7 separate regions of the Mus musculus genome follow, and regions 1, 2, 4, 5, 6 and 7 are each linked to region 3. A link is a contact called in public Hi-C, HiCAR-type, HiChIP or PLAC-seq and promoter capture Hi-C data. All regions are on one chromosome and are shown on one strand. Each heading gives the region's core, a stretch centred on a gene start, on an enhancer-like site or on the middle of the called end of the contact. The rest is flanking DNA. Distances are from core to core; before and after follow the strand shown.

Evidence for each region. Promoter capture Hi-C pulls out the DNA fragments that hold promoters and counts their contacts. Hi-C and Micro-C count contacts between places; a contact is called where the count stands out from the background. HiCAR-type assays count read pairs that join an accessible place to other places. HiChIP or PLAC-seq counts read pairs in DNA pulled down with a chosen protein or histone mark. Capture Hi-C pulls out chosen DNA fragments and counts their contacts.
Region 1: a contact with region 3 is called in a promoter capture Hi-C map of adipose tissue. The contact joins the promoter of Actr10 here to the promoter of Tmx1 in region 3. A contact is called at or near these places in 25 of 39 promoter capture datasets (the 3T3-L1 cell line, 3T3-L1-derived adipocytes, the C10 cell line and 17 more), 1 of 15 datasets of contacts at CTCF or cohesin (the NIH/3T3 cell line), 2 of 484 Hi-C or Micro-C datasets (B cells and bone marrow-derived macrophages), 21 of 115 datasets of contacts at active chromatin or transcription factors (the 230-238 cell line, the SCID.adh cell line, acute myeloid leukemia and 17 more) and 5 of 9 other capture datasets (adipose tissue, embryonic stem cells, liver and 2 more).
Region 2: a contact with region 3 is called in a HiCAR-type map of astrocytes, with 2.7 times the contacts expected there. The contact joins the promoter of Sav1 here to the promoter of Tmx1 in region 3. A contact is called at or near these places in 7 of 39 promoter capture datasets (cranial neural crest, embryonic stem cells, erythroid cells and 3 more), 1 of 484 Hi-C or Micro-C datasets (the G1E-ER4 cell line) and 1 of 115 datasets of contacts at active chromatin or transcription factors (astrocytes).
Region 4: a contact with region 3 is called in a promoter capture Hi-C map of cranial neural crest. The contact joins the enhancer-like site here to the promoter of Tmx1 in region 3. A contact is called at or near these places in 11 of 39 promoter capture datasets (the 3T3-L1 cell line, the C10 cell line, cranial neural crest and 6 more), 1 of 15 datasets of contacts at CTCF or cohesin (the NIH/3T3 cell line), 1 of 484 Hi-C or Micro-C datasets (bone marrow-derived macrophages), 2 of 115 datasets of contacts at active chromatin or transcription factors (acute myeloid leukemia and large pre-B cells) and 1 of 9 other capture datasets (adipose tissue).
Region 5: a contact with region 3 is called in a promoter capture Hi-C map of liver, with 7 times the contacts expected there. The contact joins the promoter of Frmd6 here to the promoter of Tmx1 in region 3. A contact is called at or near these places in 22 of 39 promoter capture datasets (the 3T3-L1 cell line, 3T3-L1-derived adipocytes, the C10 cell line and 13 more), 12 of 484 Hi-C or Micro-C datasets (B cells, CD4 T cells, CD8 T cells and 6 more), 13 of 115 datasets of contacts at active chromatin or transcription factors (the 230-238 cell line, DN3 thymocytes, Th17 cells and 8 more) and 4 of 9 other capture datasets (adipose tissue, liver, macrophages and 1 more).
Region 6: a contact with region 3 is called in a Hi-C map of muscle stem cells, with 2.1 times the contacts expected there. The contact joins the enhancer-like site here to the promoter of Tmx1 in region 3. A contact is called at or near these places in 15 of 39 promoter capture datasets (3T3-L1-derived adipocytes, the C10 cell line, the HPC-7 cell line and 10 more), 3 of 15 datasets of contacts at CTCF or cohesin (the NIH/3T3 cell line, embryonic stem cells and large pre-B cells), 7 of 484 Hi-C or Micro-C datasets (CD4 T cells, bone marrow-derived macrophages, cortical neurons and 3 more), 23 of 115 datasets of contacts at active chromatin or transcription factors (the 230-238 cell line, T-cell acute lymphoblastic leukemia, craniofacial prominence and 16 more) and 5 of 9 other capture datasets (adipose tissue, embryonic stem cells, liver and 2 more).
Region 7: a contact with region 3 is called in an H3K27ac HiChIP or PLAC-seq map of acute myeloid leukemia, with 9 times the contacts expected there. The contact joins the enhancer-like site here to the promoter of Tmx1 in region 3. A contact is called at or near these places in 18 of 39 promoter capture datasets (the 3T3-L1 cell line, 3T3-L1-derived adipocytes, the C10 cell line and 12 more), 1 of 15 datasets of contacts at CTCF or cohesin (the NIH/3T3 cell line), 2 of 484 Hi-C or Micro-C datasets (bone marrow-derived macrophages and embryonic stem cells), 16 of 115 datasets of contacts at active chromatin or transcription factors (T-cell acute lymphoblastic leukemia, acute myeloid leukemia, craniofacial prominence and 13 more) and 2 of 9 other capture datasets (adipose tissue and macrophages).

The regions. Positions count from the first base shown.
Region 1 is chr12:70,936,585-70,939,887 of GRCm38.p6, reverse strand. It overlaps Actr10 (ARP10 actin-related protein 10), which reads right to left and starts at 2,031. Exons shown (of 13, transcript NM_019785.2): 1 at 1,857-2,031. The coding sequence starts at 1,933.
Region 2 is chr12:69,985,633-69,989,002 of GRCm38.p6, reverse strand. It overlaps Sav1 (salvador family WW domain containing 1), which reads left to right and starts at 2,001. Exons shown (of 5, transcript NM_022028.2): 1 at 2,001-2,329. The coding sequence starts at 2,236.
Region 3 is chr12:70,451,083-70,454,466 of GRCm38.p6, reverse strand. Tmx1 (thioredoxin-related transmembrane protein 1) reads right to left here and starts at 1,313. Exons shown (of 8, transcript NM_028339.1): 1 at 1,147-1,313. The coding sequence starts at 1,298.
Region 4 is chr12:70,871,982-70,875,008 of GRCm38.p6, reverse strand. Frmd6 (FERM domain containing 6) reads right to left here. Exons shown (of 14, transcript NM_028127.3): 3 at 2,428-2,518. Among named protein-coding and RNA genes, the nearest start is that of Gm32664, 30 kb to the left of the region's middle. Within about 2 kb of position 1,353, at least 17 of the 459 cell types and tissues checked have an H3K27ac peak or open chromatin away from gene starts, as enhancers often do.
Region 5 is chr12:70,824,220-70,827,498 of GRCm38.p6, reverse strand. It overlaps Frmd6 (FERM domain containing 6), which reads right to left and starts at 1,985. Exons shown (of 14, transcript NM_028127.3): 1 at 1,926-1,985.
Region 6 is chr12:70,904,838-70,908,362 of GRCm38.p6, reverse strand. All of the region lies in intron 1 of Gm32664 (a long non-coding RNA gene), which reads right to left. Among named protein-coding and RNA genes, the nearest start is that of Gm32664, 3.2 kb to the right of the region's middle. Within about 2 kb of position 1,277, at least 31 of the 459 cell types and tissues checked have an H3K27ac peak or open chromatin away from gene starts, as enhancers often do. A contact at or near this core is called in muscle stem cells, where this site is marked.
Region 7 is chr12:70,888,654-70,892,010 of GRCm38.p6, reverse strand. Frmd6 (FERM domain containing 6) reads right to left here. Exons shown (of 14, transcript NM_028127.3): 10 at 1,905-2,079. Among named protein-coding and RNA genes, the nearest start is that of Gm32664, 13 kb to the left of the region's middle. Within about 2 kb of position 1,435, at least 51 of the 459 cell types and tissues checked have an H3K27ac peak or open chromatin away from gene starts, as enhancers often do. A contact at or near this core is called in the NIH/3T3 cell line, embryonic fibroblasts, extraembryonic endoderm stem cells and 1 more, where this site is marked.

The sequences.
Region 1 (3,303 bases), core at 782-3,281, 480 kb before region 3:
GGTAACTGTGAGCTATCTGACATGGGTGCTGGGAACTGAACCCAGGTTCTCTGAAGAGTAGCAAGTGCTCTTACCCACTGAGCTGGCTCTCCAGCCCCAAGACTATCTTCTTAAACTATGAGAATCTGACAATTATAATCATTTCATATATGATGAACTCAAACAAGCCTACACTCACACTAGGACATGGACACTGGTTTTATTAGTATTTATTTCCTGTGTTTATGTGCATGGGTGCGTGAATGACACAGTGCACATAGGAAGGGGAGAAGACAACTTGTGGGTCTTGGTTTAAGCCAAGCACAGTAGGCACATGAACAATGCCAGCACTCAGGAGGGCAGAGGCACTAGGACTAGAAGTTTGGGGCAGCTTGGGCCACACTGGACACTATTTCAAAAAGAAAAAAAAAACAAAAAGAGAAAAGAAAAGAAAAAGAAAAAGAGAAAAATTAGTAGTCAGTGCCACATTTCTTTTGTGCTGGAAAAAAGGTTGCTAAAATGACCATATTGGAAATCACACCTTTTTTTTTTTTCTTCCCCCGCCTGGGCACTGTTCCCCTGTGCCTAGACATCTCTCTCCATTTTCACTTCAATGTTACTTATATTCAGTGCTCCTCAAAGTCCTCAAGGACTTTGTAATGATGTAGCTTAAGTTCTGCCTTTGAAAACTTTTATGTCCTTCTGTCTTCAATCACATCCCTATATAATAATTTATATTTTCAATGTATAGCCACAATAATTATTTTCAGGTAGTAATCTCTACTTATTATATTAATGTTTTTTAAAAAAGTAAGATGAATATGGGAGAGTCAGAGAAGGAGAGGATAATCAAGAACTATGTTTAATCCAATTCTGTAGCTTCTAAGGACCAATTTTTAAGTCTGTTCTTATGACCATTTATTTAATAGTTGCTTAACATCTATTACAGGTTAGGAAGTGTTTAAAATATGCAAAAATAATCCACACATCTGTTTCATATATAACTTCACCTCAAACACATAATATGTATATATGATGGAACTCTCAGCTTTCTGGAGCCTAATATGTATTTCATACACAACATCACTTTATATATACATATATGTCATGTAATTCTGTGTTGTTCTTGAGTCCAATACAAGGACTCTTAAATGGATGGTCCAAAGAACTTAAAACCGTCCAGCATCCTCTCATACTGTCCAGATGTTCCAAGGCTTGTGAATTTGTGTTTTGCTATCTCTACCTTTGACTGCCACTTCGAGGACCACTACTCCCGTGCTTACAAACTGCTTTTTTAAAGTGCAAAATGTGGGTCTAAGAGTATTATAAGGTAACCAACAATTTCCCGTCTCATTTCTATGCGGCTTCCTGTCTTCATGTGCCAGGGCTCCATAGCTGATTTCCTACACTCCTGGAGAACAATCTATTTCCAGAACCAATGGGGCTCCATCCCATAAATGTTTTATGGTGGAAAGAGTCAGCAAGCGTTACAATTCGATGGTTTCCTTCCAATCTGACCCAGCCAGAGGCAAGCACAATCTGGGTCATCGCTGTCAAAAGTTAAAGTGATGGCCCCTGATCACCTTAGACGGGGGTGGGGTGGGGGACACCGTTCCCCGAGCTTCCTGGGCTTCTCTAGGAGTCCAGATCCCACTCAGGCCACCAGATCCTACAGGTTCGCATTGCCCAAGAGAGTCCTCCCTGACAACACATTCATCACTGAGTGTGGACTGAGCTTTGCCTTAAGGCAACGATGTGAGCTAGCATTCGCGGGATCGCCGGGGGAAGGTCCCGGGTGCCCAGCGGGCCTAAAGACGGTTGCCAGTCCGGGACCACCGGCACGTCCCTCGGGCCCACAGCCGCCCATGGCCACTCACTTGGTGAAAGCTTCTCCTAGGTCGATCACGACTGCTGTCTTCTCGCCGCCGCTCCCAAGGCCCTCGTAGAGCGGCATCTTTGAGAGACCGACGTAGAGAGGGTGAAGTGGTCCGCCCGGCGGGGGGGCTGCCTCAGCGCGGGGGCGGGGCGGGGTCCTCACAAAGCCGAGGACCCGGGCTGGCCAAGGAGAGGCCTGACGTCGCGGAGGCCGAGGCGGTCAGGCGCGCCGGACACCTTAGAGGGGCGGAGCCTCCCGGGTCCTCTCGCTCAGCGGCCGGGGGCGCCTGCGCGGCGTAGTAAGGATTTTTAGCGGCTTAGGAGGGGAGGCAGGAACTTGAGATCGCTTTCTCATTCTCCAGTTCTGTGTTGGTCGTTTATCATGACATTTAGTCGCCGCAATGAACACACAAGATAGAGTCTGCTCAGAAGAGATTGGCTTTCACTCTCCCCGAAGCAGTTCTAGAAAAGGATCCTAAGATCTAAATTCAAAACTTGGATTGGGAAGGCGGAAATGCTCCTTAATTACAGCAGTATTTGTGGTGGTTTACATGCGAACGCCCCCCCCCCCCCCCCCCCCGCGCGCCTAGGCTCATCTGTTTGAATGCTTAGTCACCGAGGACTGGAACAGTTTTGGAAGGATATGGAGATTTGACCTTGGAGGAGGTGTGTCACTGGGAGTGGACTTTGGGGTTTAAAAAGCCCACACTAGGCGCAGCTCTCTCCTCCCTGCCTCCTCTGCCCCCAACCCCCACCCCGGACCCTTGTTGCCTGGCAATTAAGATGTAAAGCTCTCAGCTACTGCTTCATTGCCATGCCTGCCCGCCACCCCACCCCCCCATCATTAACTAAAACTGTAAGCAGGTCCCCGATTGACGATTCCTTTTATAAGAGTTGTCTTAGTCATGTTGTCTCTTCCCAGAAATAGAATAGTTACTAAGACAGCAGTTCTTGCCTGTTGCTGGGGAGATTGATTGGATTTCTAGAAGAGGAGAAACCAGGTGTCATGGTGGCAAGATGCAAAGATATGATCAAAGCATATACATGAAATCGAGAACAAATAAATAAAAATTTAATAAGGAGAATATCGTGGTTATTTTAGCAGAAAGAAAAAAAGAATGAACACAAAACAAATATATTCCTTAATAATCTCAGATGTTTGAATGGAACCTCTTGTGGAGTATTTTTTAAAAAGAAAGATTTAAGAGTACATTAAAAAAACAAACAAACAAAAAAAACCCTGATTTATTTCTCTTGCTGGCTGGAAGCAAAGAATGTTGACCCAACTGAAAAAACTGTCCAGACAGTCTGCAAAAGAGACATTTTCTCACAGTCATCTAACAAAAATCCCAGCACTGGGCAAGGAGATGCTGTTTGAGCAGTTTGTCAGAGATGTCCAAGAAACTCCCCAAACAAGCTTTGCTGTTGCTCTTAGTTGCATTGCAGAGG
Region 2 (3,370 bases), core at 752-3,251, 470 kb after region 3:
TGAAGGTTTACACAAGGAGCAACCCTTTGTTCTCTTTTTCTTTTTATTAGATATTTACATTTCAAATGTTATCCCCTTTCCCGGTTTGCCTTCCAAAAACTCCCTCTCCCCTCCTCTCTCCCCCTGCTCACCAACCCACCCACACCCGCTTCCTGGTCCTGGCATTCCCCTACACTGGGGCATAGAAACTTCACAGGACCAAGGGCCTCTCCTCCCATTGATGACCGACTAGGCCATCCTCTGCTACATATGCAGCTGGAGCTATGAGTCCCACCATGAGTAATCTTTGGTTGGTGATTTAGTCCCTGGGAGCTCTGAGAGTACTGGTTAGTTCATATTGTTGCTATGGGCTGCAAACCCCTTCAGCTCCTTGGGTCCTTTCTCTAGCTTTTTTTTTTTTTACTCTTATGCCATAATCAATCTGTCAGCAAACCCTGCTGCAACTCTAAAATGCCTACAATCACTTAGCGCTTGTCCTGCTGCCTTTATCCATATGCATGCTAGCAATATTTTTTTATCACCTCCCTTATTTTGAAACCCCACTCCCCCATTCAGTCTACTCTCACACAGCATCCAAAGTGATCGCATTAAATACGTCTCTCCTCTACTCCAAAGGCCTAGGTGGGTGGCCAGTTACCAAGGAACTTCATTTCCCTCTACTCTTCTCTGTTCCAGTTCCAGCTACGTGACCCTCTTCCTATTCCTACAATGAGCCAGAAACACGACCACTTGCAGTGACTTGCATTTGCTCTTCTGAGGCCTCACTCCAGATAGCACCATAGCAAGCTAATTCCAGCATTGCCTTCTCACTGGCTTCATTATCCGACCCCCTTTCCAAGCTGTGGGATCTCTCTTGTTTATGCTTCCTTCAGCGCTCACTCTGTTACATACTATGGCTTACTAGTTTTATTTTTTGTGATCTCTCTTCCCCATAACCGCAGGACCTTTGTTGTTATATCCCAGACACCTAAAACAGCACCTTGGATGCTGGGTGCTCAATAAAATATTTGTTATAGGATTATAGGGACCTTTAACAAGGAAACATTTCATAAAAACACAGGAGACAGACAACTGATTAAATGTCTTTGTGCATGGCTAAAAAAAAGAGCAGTTTGGTGTCTTGTTCTGAGGTTGGTGTTTTGCTTCTGTGTTTTAAGCACATTCTCTTCATTATGAAAGCCTTACTTTGATCAAGAGGAGTGAGTCCCAATCTTATTCTCCAAGTTATTCTGTGTACCTGAGCGAGTTAAAGAGAACAAAGTAGAATCTGATATATTAGATAGAAAACTCCCAGTTCTGAACTCTGGTGCTCAAAGGCTTCAAAATTCTAAGACTTAACTGCAAGAGAAGGCATGTGGTTATTAAGAATACATATTAAAATGATGAAATAAATACACTAACGTCAAATTTATCTTAGGAGCTGTAGAAACTCCATCTTCTTTTTTAATCCGAAAGCGCGGATGGGGATGGGGGGCACAAAAGGGGGTGGGCTACCAAGGGTTGGGGGAGATAATAAGAGGACAGAAGAAACGGAGACTCAGTTTTTACAGTAGTCACGCTGTCACCAGAAGAGTCATCTGTGTTACTAGGTGTAGCCCTCGCGGTCCCAGCACACCCGAGGGCTGCCTTCCCTCAGCAACCAGGACACGCGGCTGCGGTTGCGGGAAGCAGGGCGGTAGGCAAGTCCAAGGCGAGAGCCGCTCGCCGCCCAGCGGGCTCCGGACCGCCCGGACTCCAGCTCCCCAGCGGCGGGAGCCGGCCCGCGCAGCCGCACTGAGGGCCGCGATGGTCGCCACACCCGGCCCGTTAGCCGCCCGCCCGTCGCGAGTCGCCGCACGCAGCCGCGTCCGCGCCCGGCGGGGGAGGGGCGGCCCGTGCGCGTCGGCTTTCCCAGCATTCCCAGCGGCGCGGGGAAAGTTTACCGGACGTAGGCGGTGGCCGCAGCGGTAGCGGCTCCGGGCGGCGGACCATGGCCCTGGTGGGCGGCCGCGGCCCTGTCCCAAGGCGGCCTCGGGCGGCGTCGTTGAGCCGGCTGACTTCCCGGGAGGAGCTGCCCTGCGACTGAGCGGCGGCGGGCGCGCTTAGCGCGGCCAACATGCGGCGGAGCCTGCGGGCGGGCGCGGGCGGCGGAGACCCGAGGCGAAGGCGGCGGCGGCGGCCCGGGAGGCGGCGGCGGGCGGCAGGCTCGCGGCCCTAGCGAGGCTGCTGGGGCGGCGGCGGGAGTCGTCCGCGAGGATGCTGTCCCGCAAGAAAACCAAAAACGAGGTGTCTAAGCCGGCCGAGGTGCAGGGCAAGTACGTGAAGAAGGAGACGTCGCCCCTGCTGCGGAGTGAGTGTCGTGGGCGGTGGCGGGTGGGGACCCGGCGCAGCCTCGGGTGGTGCTGGAAGACCGACTCTGGGAAATGCATGGCTGTCCGTGGTGTTGGGGAAAAAGTGCTTCGACCCGGGCACCTCTCTGCTGGGTACGTCCGGGCCCCGCGTTTGCGACCATCGCAGCGCCACTCGTCGGCTCACGCACTCGCACACGCACACACACACGCGAGAGTGGATTCCTTCCTTAGTCCTGCAGCGGGACACAAACTTGTGAGGCAAAGAACCTGATACTTGATACTTGTAGCCACTACCAGCGTCCTAAGTAACACACACACACACACACACACACACACACACACACACACACACACACGAGAGACTTGATACTTGTAGCCACTACCAGCGCCCTAAGTAACACACACACACACACACACACACACACACACACACACACACACACACACACACACACACACACACACACACGAGAGAGAGACTGGATTCCTTAGTCCTTCAGCGGGACACAGACTTGTGAGGCAAAGAACCTGATACTTGTAGCCACTACCCAGAGTCTTTTCATTTCCCAGAGTAGACAAGCCATTAACGTATTTGGATTAGGCTTTGCTCCTAAAATTAAAAAAAGCAAAGTATTCAGAATAATTTCAGCCATACCAGGCAAGTTCCTAACTTTATTCCTCTTTCCGACATATGTTCCGTCCCCTCCCGTACGTAGCTTTTCTTCTCCGTTTAAAATATTTGAGTTTTTAACTTGAACGCCTTGATTCTCCTTTTTTAAAATTCTTGGGTAGTCAGAGAGCTAATCCTTTGGTTCTCATTCTAGGAGCTGGACCCCTTGTGTAAGTTTCCTTCTTGGAAACTGGAAGTAACCGTGTGACTTAAATTAAGCATTACCTCATATTGTAATTGGGAAAGCTGCTCACAGGGGTTCCTAGTATTTGCCCAAGATCCCGCAGAAAGGGGTGGAGAGCATATTTTTCCATTGTGACCATGTGTCCAGCCTTACAGGTTCTGTTAGTAGTTGGAGTGCTAGACAACA
Region 3 (3,384 bases), core at 64-2,563:
TCCACCTCTTCCTTAGTGTACAGCCCTAAACACAATCACAACATAGGCAAACACCAGAATCTTGCTTAAGGGTTGCTAACAACGCTTGCATATATTTACTCTTGAAGCCCAACAAAGCTACTATGACAGCATCTGAACAGGCCAATCGGTAAAGCAGGGGATGGGAGTGGTTATCTACTATAAGGAATTATGTAGAATAATTACCCACCCCAAAACATATGTAAAGATACTGGGTAGTGTCAGTAAACAATGACCATTCAATGGTGGTGCTTTCGCCACATCAATAATGCCGTATCAGGAACACTGTCAATTAACCATTCCACTAATTTATCATCTAAGACAAAGGCCAAAGGTAGTTTATTTCCTACAGCAGCAGGACGGCGGACACTGTTGAAGTAGAATTATCACACAAGATAAGTGATTTTGTTTGAATAGTAAATGATGAACTGGAGTATTTAAAGGGCCTATCAATAATCATACTAATGCATGTGCAATACCATTCGCAGGCCTGTAAATCACAATTCAAGCCATTCTCTAAATTGCAAACGCACCGGTCAAGGAAAAATGAGGTTCATATCAAAAGAAATGAATGTAGGCAAGAAGAAAAAAAAAGAAAATAAAGATTTTAATATATTCCCATTTATTTGGCATTTACAATTTAAAAAAACTAACTCACAAAATAAAAATAAATAAAGAGCTCAAAATTCAGGCATTACAAATACCAATTTCCGAATAAACATAGCAATTTCCGAATGACAGGTTAAAAGCAAGATTTTGTTCAATATCAACTTTTGTAAAAATTTGGAGACTTAAAGTCTGGATGTCTACAAAAGATCACTAAAAGTCTATAGAAACAGCCAAGACCTCCATCGCAACCCAATCCCACCCTCAAATCCGCTAGTCTGTTCCAGAGAATTCGATGTAGCTCGTAATCCTTTAATCGCACCACAGTGCTTAGCAACGACGAGGCTCAGTGCACGCTTAGATAGAAAAGTAATATTCCCGGTTAGGAAATGACCCTGGAGCTGGGGGCGGCAAAGGCTGGGACCTCAAGACCTGGCCGAGGAAGATGGGCTGGTCAGGTGTCCAGCTTGAGGGACGGGGCGGCGGAGGCCACCGCCACCCAGACAAGCGCCCCGCACTCACAATTCTATCATCCACTCTCCTTCCAGCAACGACGTCCAGTTCTCATCGGTGAGGACGCGCACGTTATTCCGCCGTCCGTGGGCCCCAGGGACCGCCCAGAGCAGCAGGACCAGAGCTGCCAGGGGAACCATAAGACGCCCCAAGTGCGCCATGTCAGCCGCTCACCCAGCCTCAGCGCGTTCCCGCTCCACCTCCCCGCCGCAGCTCCACTTCCGCTCTGGCGGCCGCTCCGCTCATGCGCACAAGGAGCCAGCCAGGCGCGCGAGCCCCACCCACTCCCCGCCAGCAACTCAGTGCGCATGTCCGGGCCCTGTTCCTCCTGCGGGAGATGGAGAGGGAAAGCGGGAAATGCGTCTATCTCGGAGCTCACGACTGAAGAGGCGCTTGCCGGCTGTGGTCCCTCGAAAAGCCCTAGAAGGGGCGGTAGGCGGAGGGATCAGGGTGATGCTCTAGAGATGAGTGACCCTGTCGTGCCCACCAGTGCCTAGTAAGGTCACTATGACAGTTTTCTCAGGAACTTTCCCCTTTCAAAATATCACCAGTTAGACGAATGTAGGAGGAGGTCACCAGCCCCTTTACCCTGGCCCTAGGCAAACAGGCATCTACTTTTTGTCCTGGCTACTTTACTAATTGAATCTTGTGTTGTCCCTGTTGACTGACTTATTTTAACTCTTTAAGCATGAGTCCCCGAATTTCCTCTAACACATTCGTAATGAGGCTTTGTCACCCCCTGGCTCTCCGAGGTAGTTTTTATTGCCTGTTCTTTGCTTTCCTGTATATGGGTTATATTTTCCTGTCTTTGCACAACTCAAAAATCTCTTCTTGGAAACTAGGGTTTTAGGGTCTGTAATTCTAGATGTTGATTCCCCTTGTGGCTCTCCATCTTCTGTTCCTCTTGTTGTTTGATTGTTTAGTGAGTTGGCAAGGCAATTCTAGTGAAGTCTGTTTCTCAGAGATTACAGCCCTGGGTGGGTCATCTGGGCGATAGTGGTTTTAGCAGGGCTCATTCCATATCACTTTTTGGGATGTGTTTGCCTCACTTATTTCCAGCTGTAATATTACATGAAGTGCTCACCGATAACTTGTTTTTGTTTTGTTTTAATTCTCAGAGCATACATTGTTCCACAGCCTAATACATTTTGGCAGATGGTTTTGAGGTCAGTGGTTGAAATTTATTTTAAGCCCAGGATGATTCTTCACTGTCTCTTTTCTTAGGTCTCTCTGGTGAACTAAGTGGCTTATGCACTGGCATCTTGTTCTTACTTAAGGAAAACTTTTTTTATTTTTTTGGAGTGACTTTAGGCCTGACCGTTTCTCCATACTCTTATTTAATAAAGTCATTTCTTTGGGGAGAGTTCAGAACTGACTCTCCTGGGCACAAGCAGCCTCAGTCATTATTCTAGGTGCAGTGTAGACCAGCAGGATCTACTTTTCTGGACTTCTAGTGGTGTATAGTCTTTATCACTTGAACAAAAAGGTTGAGGGGGTGTCTGGAGATTTCTCAGTCTGCTGTACCCAGCGCTTTCACTGTGCATGTCATGTCCTTGTGACCTGCACTTGGAAGGGATTAAGATGCCAGTGACCTTCCCTTCCTGATGAGATGCTCTGTCTCTAGGTTGGGAACGGAGAGGAGATGGAGCCCCGTGTTCATGGTCACACCCATCTACAGTAGAGTTGTCACCAGAATGGCCTGGGCTAAGAAAATGATTAGAGAAATAGGAGTTTGAGATGGATCAGATGCCAGAGAGTCACTGCTCCTACTGAATGTTAGTAGATTTTCTTGAAGGAACAACAATAACAACAACAAAAGCATCATTTATTGTTTGCAATTTCCAGAAACTTTTAGTGAGTTTTTGGTTGTGTAGTCTTCAGCAATATTATCAAGATGAGTTGTGTCCCTGGGAATTCATGAGCTGAAGTCCTGATGCTCAGTAATTCAGAATGAGAGTGCATTTAAAGATAGAGGGTTTTTTTGGTTGGTTGGTTGGTTGGGTTTTTTTTTGGGGGGGGGGGTTCGAGACAGGATTTCTCTGTATAGCCCTGGCTGTCCTGGAACTCACTCTGTAGACCAGGCTGGCCTCGAACTCAGAAATCCACCTGCCTCTGCCTCCCGAGTGCTGAGGTTAAAGGCGTGCACCATCACGCCTGGCTAGGGTTTTTTGTTTTTTTTAAGATTTATTTATTTATTTATTTATTTGTTTTTATGTATATGAGTACACTGTAGCTGTACAGATAGTT
Region 4 (3,027 bases), core at 104-2,603, 420 kb before region 3:
GTCATCAGAAGTGTTAACTCGAGCTCACGGATATCACAGAAAGTGTGTGGAGGAACTTTTGCCAAAACTAACATCACCATAAGGACATAAATAATTAGTGTGCCCCATGATACTGTACAGTGAGAATGGCACTTTATCATTTATCTGATATCCCCACCCAAATCACGCATAACCTGAATTAACCATAAGGAAACATAAACCAAACCCAAATTAAAGGACATTCCACAAAGTAACCTGACTGTTCTCTTAAAAAAAGAAAAGGGGGAGGAAAAAAAAAAAGCCAAGGCCACAAGGGAGGCTGAGGGGTGGCTGAAGAATAAAGACTTGAAACCAGACCATCTGTGACTATGATGGACAGTCCTAGGACCCCTGGAGAAAACTAAAGACTACTTAGCACTGGGGCATGGACTTCCTGATTGTAATGTTGCCACGTGGTTACGTAGAAGATGCTGCTGGTCTCACGTGTGGAGAGATGGGAAACAGGAAGGTAGATCACAGATGGAGGAAGAAATGTTGGTGTTAATACCTAAGGAGACTCTCATTGTCTTCTTGGAACTTTGAAATTATTTCAATACAAAACTGAAAGAATGGCATTGTGATTCTTGCTATTTAGATGGATTTTTAAAGAGTGTTAGATTGACTGAATCTTAAAAATGCCAATGTTCAAAGTACATTCTTTCCAACTATTGAACAGACAGTGACAATTTCAGTCACCAATTTAAAATGGTGTGAGTGGCTTCAAGGCAGTAAAGCCATCCTCCACACCCCGATGGTGGATACATGCAGTACATCTGTCTAAAGTCGTGGGATACAAACACCAGGAGGGAAGCCACGTGGGAAGGATGGACTCTGGGCGATAGAGTGTCAGGTTGGGGATGACAGTGGGGACGCTATACCTGCATGTGCATGGTGTTCTAGAACCCTCTATACTTCCTCCTCACCTGCCTGGGAATCCAAATCCACACTAAGAACGAAAAACCTGTGATGCAAATTCTGAAATGCACGTCCATCCTGCAAAGCTGGCACAACAGCAGCTTCTGTCTGTCACATTACATTGTCTTGACAGTGAGGGAAGTCTGGTGGCATGTCTGAACCCCTTCAGACACGACTGCTAGCCAGCAGTAGAACCAGAATCTGAACCAGGTCACCTGACTGCCGTTCCACTGCTCTTTCACCACACTGCAAACTCTCCTTTAAAGAGCAACTTAAAAGCTCTTGTTTGGAATCTGGAGGAAGCTATGAACTGGTTTTCTTGGACCGGCTTGTTGAACCACAGAGATCAACAGTCTGGCTGCAGGTGCAGAAGGAAGAACGCCTTTGAGGGCACAGCAAGAGTCGTCTGGAATCTAGGCAGCAGCTTCCCGCTTCTAGACCCAAAGATGGTGGTTAGCCTTCCTGTTTTCACTGCACTGACTACTACAGGAGTGAAGCAGAGGGCAAATGGCTGACATGCAGGGCTGTCTGCATTCCTCATTCCATGTTCCAAGAAAGGCAACCGAACACAGTTCCCATTTTGGAAGAAAGGGAGCCCGCTTTTTCTGTTGACAATATATTTTCTAACTTGGCAGATATAAACATTCACAGCACCGACCAGATTCTCAAACTATCACAACCTTTAGATTTAAAACAATCCGAGAAAACGACTATACACATAAATGTAGAGAGTATAATTAAACACAAGTAAATCTCCTTGAAAAAGATGAGCAGACATGTTAAAATATTCTGAGATTTAAAAAGTAAAGCGGAGAAATTTCTAGATATACTTTGACATAAGAGAGCTTTTAACAAATGGCTGTAAGTCCCAAGGGTCTGGTGCTAAGTAAGGGACATGAGACAGGGAGTGCCTATGAAATCCTTCCCTGCAAATTCCTAATATAATGGTGGAAGAAAATGACTGCATTTTACAGTCACACCGCCTGACTAGAAAAAAGAAAAGGACGTGACGAAAAACAGAAAAAAAAAATTCAATTAATCCATCACTGTCATACTTTTAATTGCAAGAGAATCTGAACAGAAGAAAGGCAGTTTTACTATGTTCAAAATTTTGGTAATGTCACAAGCCATTATCATTTGTAGCGTTGTAGATGGTAATGACAAATGACAAAAACCATCTCCTTTCCTCCAAGATAGGGCTGGTCTCCGTGGTCACGAAAACAGCAGCAACAATAAAAACCAAGCCTGGCTCATTAAAACAAAATGAAACAAAAGGAACGACATTACTAAGTCTAAAACGTAACAACAATAATAAAAATCCCAAATCACATAAGAAGTACATCAGCTGACATTGGAAAATAAATACTACACTTGGAACGGGGATCAGTGGATGGGTATTTTGACAGCTCACGTAGCACGATGGCTTTAGACTTTAAAATGTCATGTCCTTGGAGACAGTTGGCTAAAGATACCAGAGAGTGGACTGAAACTTACTTTGTATAACACTGAGACCAAAGAGGTGACTGTCCTTTAACCTGAGCAGGTCACACACCTGGACCAGCAACTGGTGACACAGAATTTTAACCTGTGGGAGGGAGAGAAAAAGAAAGACACTTGAGCTACTTAAATTCAGCCACACTGACACAATCAGGCACTTTTTAAACTTTGTAAATCTACACCTTCACAGGACACCCTGACATCAGTAAAATCACCCCTGGTTTTTGGAAATCTCTGCAACCTGGGGCTGTGTCTCAATGACTATCAGTTGTACAGCATGATAACCGGGTACCAATGCAATCTTACACAAGACTCATAAATCTCATGACACGTGGGTCAGGGTCTCAGATCATGCATGAAAAACAGGGCCTTTAGAAGAGCTTGCTCCATTAAAGGTATTTACTTGGCAGTATGTTCTGTCTTTTACCATTTTTTCTTACATGAATGGATACATTTTTATACAGTATTCAATGTTTTGGTATAAGTATACCCTACAGCGGTGTTCTCAAATGCTGTGATCCTTTAACACAGGTCGTCATATTGTGGTGAACTGCCTTCATATAGTTATTTTTGTTGCTACTTCATAATTGCAATTTT
Region 5 (3,279 bases), core at 736-3,235, 370 kb before region 3:
AACCCCTGCTAACCCCAAAAAGGAAGCGATGGGAAAGTCAGAAGATTTGCCTGGCTCAAAATGTTTTGAGCCCTGCAAGAGCTGTGACTGTGTCAGATCGCAGGTATTTCTGTAAGCCACTCAAAGCTGGTAGGTGGGCGGGGAAAGGGGGGGTAGTTCTTATTACAGTCAGTCTGCTTTCTGGAGAAGATATCCTGCAGATAACTTGATATAGGATATCCCCGGGGGGACCCTCGCCATCCAATAATCTACCAGAGGTCTCCTTTACTATAAAATATTAAGTGAGTATGTTTATAAACATACCCTCCCCTTAAAACCCTCACATTTCCATGTCAACCACCTCCAGTTGTGGAGTATTCTCATTTTTAACGTAAAACTATAATTTCTCAAAACCACACCCAAGGAAAATGATTAGGTGCTAGAAGTTTTACTACAAAGGACCGAAGCAAAAGGCATCTGTTTTCCTGCTCCATTCTGCTCTCTTCCCCTCCCCCACTCTCCATCCTGCAAGCCATTTGTAGGTCTTGGCTGTTACAACTTTCTACAGCACTCTCAATGCTCTAGATTCGGGATAAGAGAAAACAAACAAACAAAAACTCTTTTTGTCCTTTCAACAAAGTCGGGCCTAAATTTATGCTCTGTTCTTAAGAAAACTCAAAAGTCACAGGCCTTTTAAATGACAGATGTATTACGGAAAATTTTCCCCACAGAGTTTTTGATGCTGTGAAATATCAACTCCCTGAAACCACAGAAAGGAAATGACTTACATTCTTGGAAAATGAAGCCACTAGCAGTTTTCTCCAAAAGCATTCTCTAATCCCCAAACTACACACTGTGGCAACAGTGGGTATTTCGTGCAAAAACTAAATGTAGGTGGATGCTTCGAAGACCGGTAAACAAACACCACTCGGTCCAAAGAAAGGGGGGAATCATGCGTGGAAAATCTGGCAAGGTACGCTTTCCCTTCCACGTTCAAACGCGCCGAGAATCCTTGCACAAGTTTTCCTTCCTCGCAGTGGGCACTACACAGCTCCCGGGGTGCAATGCTAGCAAAACAGACTGGCCGCTTATATAAATAAATAAACAAATCCCCCAAAGGTGTAAGGGGGCCACTGAGCCAGAATTTCTTCCGACACTAGCCACACAACTGTACGGTCTGAAAATTGTTCCAGCTTTTATCTCAACTTTAAATGTGCTTGCTTTGACAGCTTTCCATCCATTCCTGCCTTTAAGAAAGCGCTCCACCATCAGGCTAAGCCATTCTAGAACTCCAAGTGTTGTTTAAATCCTGTAGACTTCACTTGGGTGGCCCCGAGCTGTCCACATCCCCGCTTTCCCGGAGGGGAGGCTAGTGGTCTCCTTTACCTGGTCGTGTTAAGTTCCTCCAGAAACCAAAATTCTGCAGGCCGCACCCGGGACTCGTGTGTCCCCAAGGCCCCCTTCAGGGTTTCCCACACTAGGCACTGGCGGGGATACCGGACAGACGCGCTGGGGTGCCTTCCCGAAGTGGGCTGTCCGGCCTGCGCGCACAACAGGCAATACCGCACATCGCTCGGGTACGCGGGACTCACGGCTCGTCCCAGCTAGTTACGGACGGGGCGCTACAGGCAGGCACCCCTCGAGCCAGAGTCTCGGAGATCGGGGCGCAGGAACGCAGAGCCCAGCCCCCTAGCTCCGCGCTTCCCTCGCGGCCGAGGCTGCCCGGGGGCCCCGGGCCTCCCGCCCCGGCGTGGGCGAGCTCCAACTCGCGGAGAGGCGACCTGCCCGCCCGGTGCCCGACGCCCAGAGCCCCGTGAGAAAGAAGAAAGACGCCGAGAGCGGCAAAGCCGGGAATCGCACTTTAGACCAGCAGGGGGCACAGCGGCGGCCAGGGCGCGCCGTCCCAGAAAGGGGGCCAGCAGGCCGGCGCCCGCTCCCGCGCGTACCTCCAAAGTCGACAGCGCCAGGCTTCCGACTCACAACCGGCGTCTGCTCCAGCGGCGCCGAGCCTACTCGCAGCTCCCAGCACTCCTGCTGCCGCCAGACCAACGCTGCAGCTGCCCCGCCCCCCGCCCACGCCTTCCGCTCCGCCCCCTCGAGTTCACGCCCACGGCCCGCCCGAGACACGCCCTCCCTGCTCGAGGCCCCGCCCCGCCCCAAATTGAAGGCGGAGACCGAGCAGCGGAAGAAGCAGAGAGCTGGGGTGATCGCGGCTGCACGTGGAGCGCTGCCCCCCCCCGCCCCGCCCCGCTCCGCCCCGGACCCAACCAAGAGTCCTGCGGAGGGGTGAAGAGACCCAGGGACCAGGGGACGCGGGTGACATCGGATAACCGAGTCGGGCTCAAGTGGGTTATATAGAGTGAGATATGCTTTGCATGCCTTTCCCAAAGGGACAGAGGCTTCGGTGCGAGGGTAATAGACTGTCCGCCCTCCCCTCCTTCGGAATGGTCCCCTTCTCCGCTCATGCCCCCCCCCCCCCCATCCTCCCGCACACCCTAGTCCCTAGCCTCTCCCTCACAGGCCTAGACGGGTTACCTGGGGGTGGTTGTTTTACGTGAGCTGCGGCTTAATAAATCTGAACTGGGGCGGCCCCTGCGAGAAGAGGAGATTTCGTGATTCCTCTATCCCCCTCCCGTCAGGCGCCCACTTCGACCTCACGGTTTTTATCCTGCATGTGGGCTGTGAGTGCCGCCTAAGCCCATCCGCCCCCGCTCAGTCTGTCTCCCCAGGTTGAAACAGCCGCTGCCTGTGGCCCTCAAAATGATGTGTACCCTTGGTGAAGGTTGCCGGCTTGGCTGTGAGCAGTGCAAAAGACAGCCCTAGAAGATTTCAATAACCCCAAAGATCCCAAGAGGAATGGAGGGTTCTTTGCTCCTTTTGGTAGTCGGGTAAAGAAGCGAAGTCCACTTGTTTGTGCTGCACCTATCTGGACCTGCTTAGGTGTCTAGCAGCTTAAGTGTGTGTGTGTGGTGGGGGCACTGCCACCCACAGTTACAAGCTTCTAAGTGTTTTGTGGATGGTGCTGCTCCAGTGAGGAGAATCTGAGATTCTAGCTTTTTCATGTAGGTGCAGACACCTGAGGAAGAACACTTGATACCCCATAGAAGCTGTATTTGAAATAGCTGATTGCTGTGATTAAACACCAAACCAAACCAAAGCGTTTATTTCTGCACACAGCTCTCAAGTCACACTGCGTCGCTGAGGGAAATCAAGACAAGAACTCAATGCAGAAACCCGGCATGGCCGTGGAAAAGTGTTTCTTACCGGCCAGGCTCAGCTTGCTTCTTTATGTATGTAGGA
Region 6 (3,525 bases), core at 28-2,527, 450 kb before region 3:
GTTTCATGGTCCTTGGCAGCACTCCTCCAGGTTCTGATTGGCTCTTAGAAAAGCTCCCGATGTAGCTTCAGAGCCTCCTTTAGATTTCCTAGCCCTTGATCTAGGGTGGGCTGGTTCACAGATTTCTGGTGAGATATCCTTTCCCTCAACTCCAGGCACCGCACCCTCTGTGTCTACAGCCCCTCCCTCTGAATACAGTCTCAGCTTCCACTTTTTGTCCTTAGCCCCCAAGAGGCTTGAAGCTGAAACTGGAGGCAGAGCCGGCCCCAGTGCCAGGTGGAACAATTGACTTGGATCCTCTTAACAGGGGCGCTGGGTTACCAGACACCCATCTGTTGGCTGTTCTCAGTGAGGAAACTCAAACCAGATCGCTCTCAAGGGCATCAGCGCCACGCTCCCCTGCCTGCCCAGAAAAGGGAGCCGCCTTACCTTCTGGCACCTTCCTACTAACAACTCCCATGTGGCCCCTCCAGGCTTTTCATTAATATCCCAGCACCTCGCTGAATAGTCCGAGTTCACTGCCAGGAAGCGTCTTTGGGCCTCTGGAGGAGCTGCAGCCCACTGGGCTATGCATCCGTCCTATCTTTTCTACCCAAACACAGCAATACTTGCCGGACAGAAGCCATGTCACCACCCCATCAACGCCACCCTTTCCAGGAAAGCGAAGCCACTAAGAGCAGTTCAGTAGTTAGTGAGTGAAATAAATTTGATCTCTTTAAAAAAAGAAAAAAAAAAAAAAAAAAAAGAAACAACAACAACAAAAACATTGTATCCAAGCGGTACATTTGCATAAGTTAAGAGTCAAAGACACTACTAGGCACCATTTCCACACAGCAATGATTTCAACCCACAGTGTGGTTTCAGAGGAGGATTTATGTCCATACTTCTCAAAGGCATTCTGCTTTCTAAACGCTTCTTCCTTCACGTTAGGCCATTAGCAGCTTTCTAAAAGCAAAGGTGAGACTCTCCCAGGCACCTTTACACACACCCTCCCCCAGGCACTGGTTTCTGCTCCGGTAGGGAGCAGACAGTGCTACCTGACCAGGTGTCCTCAGTTTGCTGCTCTTTGGTTTGCTCAGTGTGAATTTGTATCACCAGCTCTTTCATTCTTCACAGAACTATAAACCTCCTGTATCGTTCTTTAAGAAACAACCACGTTTATGAGACTTTCTCGGTTTTTGAAAATTCCCTGATGATCTGCCTTGAACTGGTTTTCGGGCGTTCCCTGCATTTTTTTTTTTTCTTCCTTGTTTGGACATGCCTGTCTTCCCTCTGAGTCATTTCTTGCAAGCCTTCTCTTTCCATCTGGCCCATGAGCACCAGCTGGTTTTCCATGTCTGCAGGTCCTGGATGTCGGCACCCTCGCCTTTTCTTTCTCTTCCTGTTGTCCTCTTGACCTTTTGCTACTGCTTTCCGGGGAGGACTCCCGTTCTCTCTCAACTCTTCCCTGGAACATTCACTTAGCTCTGTACTGTAAAGCTCTCTCTTCTCTGTGTGACAACCTTCTCTAGTCTTCTGCGTGAAATACATTCTACCCCCAACAATATTGATGATAGAGTTTTCTCTAAAAGGCATTTACTCCCCGATTCATTTAGTTTAATTTTTAAAATTCACATCTATTTAATGGAGGTGTGCATGTGGTATGTGTGTGTATGTGAAGGTCAGAGGACAATGTGTGGGAGGATATCATGCGTTTTCTGGGGCTCAAACCTGGGTATCAGGCTTGGCTGCAAACACCCGTGCTTACTAAATCACCCATCCGGCCTATGATGTTTCTCTAAAATACTAATTTCCTGAGAAGAATATGTAGTTTAGAAGAAAACAGCAAAGGTCTTTTTCTGTCATTCGCTGGTCTCTTCAAATTTACTCAGACCCTTGCTCAATGTCCTTCACGCTCATTTGCAATGCACCTAACGGGTAAGCTCACACTGATAACCATGTCGTGTCTCTGCACCATGCTAGTGTAGAATATCTGTGTTAGCTCACTGTCTCAGAGGTGTCAGGGGTATCAACCGAACAGATCTCTTTACAGCAGCCAGGATGCACACAGAGAAGGCCTGTCTCCACTTTTTTCCTTTTCTTTTAAAGATTTATTTAAGAGGATGGCCTAGTCGGTCATCAGTGGGAGGAGAGGCCCTTGGTCCTGTGAAGGTTCTATGCCTCGGTATAGGGGAGTGCCAGGGCCAGGAAGTGGGAGTGGGTGGGTTGGTGAGCAGGGGGATGGGGGAGAGGATAGGGGGTTTTCGGAGGGGAAAATAGGAAAGGGGATAACATTTGAAATGTAAATAAGAAAATATGTAATAAAAAGTTTTTTTAAAAGGCTGAAGTAAAAAAATATTTATTTATTTTATGCATATGAGTACACTGTAGCTGTCTTCAGACATACCAGAAGAGGGCATTAGATCCCATTACAGATGGTTGAGAGCCACTATGCGGTTGCTGGGAATTGAGCTCAGGACATTCAGGAAGATCAGTCAGTGCTCTTAACCTCTGAGCCATCTTTCCAGCTCTCACTTTCTTCTTCTTAATCTCTTTGTGCCTCAGCCCATGGGATGGTACACCCCACATCCAGTCCAGTTCTTTGCCCACTAATTAATCTTCTCTGAAATGTTCTTACAGATATACTTGGGGTTGGGGGACACCTTATTATAATCTAGGCACTTTTTCAGGCTGACAATCAATATTTTCCATCATAGATAGCCTGGGAGCCAAAACCAGCTTGTTCTCTCTCTCTTTCTCTCTCTCTCTCTCTCTGTATGTGTATAACTATCTCTTTATTTGGAACAGATCCATACTCCTTTGCTTCTATGTTGTCTAGGCTGCATTCATGCTATACTTATAGAGGTATGTAGTTCTATTCATTTTTTGGCTTTTTATAAGAAACAAATTTCTACTTCTTTTGATTTTATATTTTCATCTCTTGGTCTTTATGCTTTATGGTCAGACTTTTTTTTTCATATACATTTATAAACTTCATAATACATTGTTTTTGCACGAGGCAAATCATAGCTGCTATGGACAGTCTGAAGCAGCCCCATATTCCACACCTGGGATTAAAACAAAACCATATTCTTACAATATTTCTATGTTTTCTATGAAACCAAAATTCCATAATCCCCACTACACACTAATGCCCAGGGTTTTTCTTTCTTCCTTCCTTCCTTTTTTTAATTTACTTTATTTTTATTATATGTAAGTACACTGTAGCTGTCCTCAGACACTCCAGAAGAGGGAGTCAGATCTCATGGTGGTTGTGAGCCACCATGTGGTTGCTGGGATTTGAACTCAGGGCCTTCGGAAGAGCAGTCGGGTGCTCTTACCCACTGAGCCATCTCACCAGCCCATGCCCAGGGTTTTCATTTTACCCAATCAAGTTGAAAAGTTAATCATCACACACTTCCATACTGATACGGCATTTAAAAACTTTCACATAAGCTCCTTAACGTTTTTGGAAAGCATCACCTCCCCTGGGACAATTCAGGGATAGAATCCCAGGAGCAACTCCTAACCCCACTTCCTCCCTTT
Region 7 (3,357 bases), core at 186-2,685, 440 kb before region 3:
TTTTCTTTGTAAGAATCCTGTCTCTATCATTTATTTAAACTCACCAAATAAGCACTGCAGTTTACACCGTTATCACTCCTCCACCCCTACTGTGCTCTGAATGCCCCCTCAAACTCAGGCTAAAACTTCATTAGTGCTGTGTCAGAGTGAGATGTGGGGCTGTTCAGAGGTGACTAGGCTGTGGGAGCTCTGTCAGGAACAGCACTGTTGCTGCCGCCGCCGTGGGAGAGGCCTCCTAGACTCTCCTGTGCCTGCTCCTTGCCCTTCGGATGATGCATCAGGAAGTCCCTGCCAGACATTCTCTATGCATCAGCAGCCTGGGGTGTTCTGTTATGGTGGCAGAGTGAACAGACATTTGCTCACTTAAGCTCCCAATACGCTAAAGGGATGATGCCCTGGCCTCCAAGACCTCAGCATCTTTCTCAACTTTTACCTTATCTCTGCAGGGAAGATCAGACTCTCAAGGGCTCCCCTTAAGGTCATCTGCATTACTAAATGCTTTGGGTTGAGAGCTGATGGGACAGATGAACCTTTTAAGGTGCCATGGTAGCCACTTAGCAATGAGCTACATTTGGAAAACAACCATGGGCTCTGTACCCAGTTGGCTCATCTGTCTCACAGGCTCCCTCTTGGTACATTTGTCTGGATTCCTCTTAGTGTTCATGTCAGCCCAGAGGTGAGTCAATCTGGGAAAAACGGGCAGTCTGCGGTAGAAGCCACTACACCTCACAGTGCTACTAGCTCCTGCCACAGAAGAGTCACAGTGCAGACGGCAGGGAGTGGGTGACTCGCCTTCTCATCACTGTACAGTCAGGGATTCTTCACACACATCTGGCCATGTCTGGCTTTAGAAAAGTTGATCAGATGCACGTCACGTCTTCTTTAGAGGGAGGACAGCCCCTGCTCTCCATGGGAGCATTGGTCAGCACTTGTTTCATATAGAGTCCTAAAGCAGGAGTCACTGTGTCCCAGGGCCCAGGCAGACATTCCATCTCTAATCTGATTACTGTGACAATGACCACAATGGGATTTTTGCGGAACAAACTGAAAGCAATTCTAAGCAAATATGTGACAAGGCCTTTGGGGATGAGAAGCTGGTGTTGACTAAGTGGAGGAGGCCCAGGGCGCCATAACTGATGACCAAGACAGAAACTGCTAAACTCGTCAGCAGCCACAGGCCCCCAACATGGGCTCCTTCCTCCCACAGCACAGCTTGCCCCTTCTCAGGAACAGCGCTAGGACCTCAAAGATCGTCTTCAGGTCCAGCACATCTCCTCAAAGCCTTGACAGGGGCTTGGGCAAAGTCCTTGGATGGAAAAGGCCTTCTCCATTGTTATTATTATAGGGTCAGCTTGAGGGTCTCCCTGCTGTCAATCAGAGAAGCTGTGGTCTATGTTCACTCTCACTTGGGGCTAAGGAAAGCGTCACACTGGAAGGGATTACAACTTCCTGCAGACAGCTGCAGACAGGAACACTCAGCACTCGGGTACAGAAGGCTTCCACCCTAGCCCATTGCAAGCTTTTCAAGTCAGGGGCTAGAAACTCTAAACACATGAGGTGGAGGAGCTGCTCGGTCATCCCTACAGGACTGCAAACTCAATGCAACTTGGCTCTCAAGTTCTGGTCCATGTCTCTAAAAATCCCATTCTGGAGGTTCTTAAAATTTTCCTATTCCTGGCAGGTAGAGAAAGAGGCCAGCAGAGGCAGCTGGGCACCGTACTTCACACCTTTAATCCCAGCACTCAGGAGGCAGAGGCAGGCCTGGTCTGCATCGAGAGTTCCGAGACAGCCAGGGCTACACAGAGAAATTCTATCTCATAAAGAGAGGCCAGCTGAGGCAAGCCACCCTTTGCTTTCCCCATGAGGGACTGGGACTCATGCCGCCATGACCATGACTGTCTCACCTTCATTCTCCTCCTGCTTGCGGAGGTGGCGCAGGACGGGCTGCAGGTTCATGTAGAGGCGGTGGCTGTTGCTCAGGAGCTGCAGGAGATGCCGGGAGCGCGTGGGACACCCTGTGTAGTAGACCAGCTTCCTGGCGGAGGGAAGGCCATCTGGCAAAATCTCAAACTTCTTGCCCTGTGGAGGAAACATGCTAATCAGACTGTGGCAGAAAACTTTACAAACTGCCAAATTCCCCTTTATATTTAAAGTAAGATTCTTATAGACGTGTGAAGCTCAACTGACCATCCTCTGAGGGACATGTTTCCTCATCAGAGCCGTCAAAGGACATGGGACACCAACTCTGGGTTTCTGGGAAACCTGGAGGGTGGGTTGGGTTGGGCGTGTTCATCGTCTTTGTCCTAGCATAGGAGACCCCTCCCTCCAGAAGCAATCCTAACACCTGAATGTAGCAAATAAGAAATGGAGCTGAGGCCAAGCACCAGTGGACTGTAGTTCACAAATAGACTGTGCGTTTTCTTTTAAAGCATTGGTTCTTCAATTTATTGGACCCCAATGCTGGGACGGCAATATCTGAGCACTAAGCAGGCATCAATTCATTTAATCCTCACAAGACATCTACAGTGAAAAGCTTGCTATAACGGTCCAAGAATGAATGAGAGAAACCGAGTCACTAGCTCAAGGTCACACATGTAGACTGCACTGGGAAACTGGTCAAAATGGATTCCTCTCTCCAGGCTAGAATCTCAGGATCAAAAATCCCTTGAGGAAAGGAATGAGGCTGAGAGATCTGTCATCTTCAACAAAATCTTAACTAAGAGTGATGTGGTGTGAGTTTCAGGAGTCGATGATCACGGTGCCCTAGAGAGTCTTAACATCACTACTGATTCTGGGCCATGAAGAGGGCAAACTGGGTCACAAGTTTCAGTTTTTTGTTTGTTTGTTTGTTTTGTTTGAGCCAGGGTTTCTCTGTGTAGCCCTGGCTGTCCTGGAACTCACTCTGCAGACCAGGTTGACTTCGAACTCAAGAGATCTGCTTCTGCCTCCCAAGTGCTAGGATTAAAGGTGTGCGCCACCATGGCCTGGCTCTGATTTTCACAGTTCTGGAAAAGGTCCAGACCATGGCAGCAGTGGTGTGGAGTGTGGGCAGAACATGTTGCAGTTTACATGTGAGCGAGGCCAGAGCAGATGACACCCAAGCAACTATGCAGAGTTGGGCCTTCTGAGTGGCAGGCTGTGAGGAGCCAGTGTGAGGCCAACAAGCTAAGATGGCCCTTCATCTGCACAGGCCCTCTCGTCTGCAGGGAGGAATGTATGTCTACAACGTCCCCAGCTGCCGCTTTTCCTGGTCCACTTTTCTCAATTGCTTCAGAGCTCAGTAAAATTGTGGATTTCAGTGACCTCCAAACAGACACAGATGACAGGGACTGCAACTCTTTGAATGTTACCACGGAG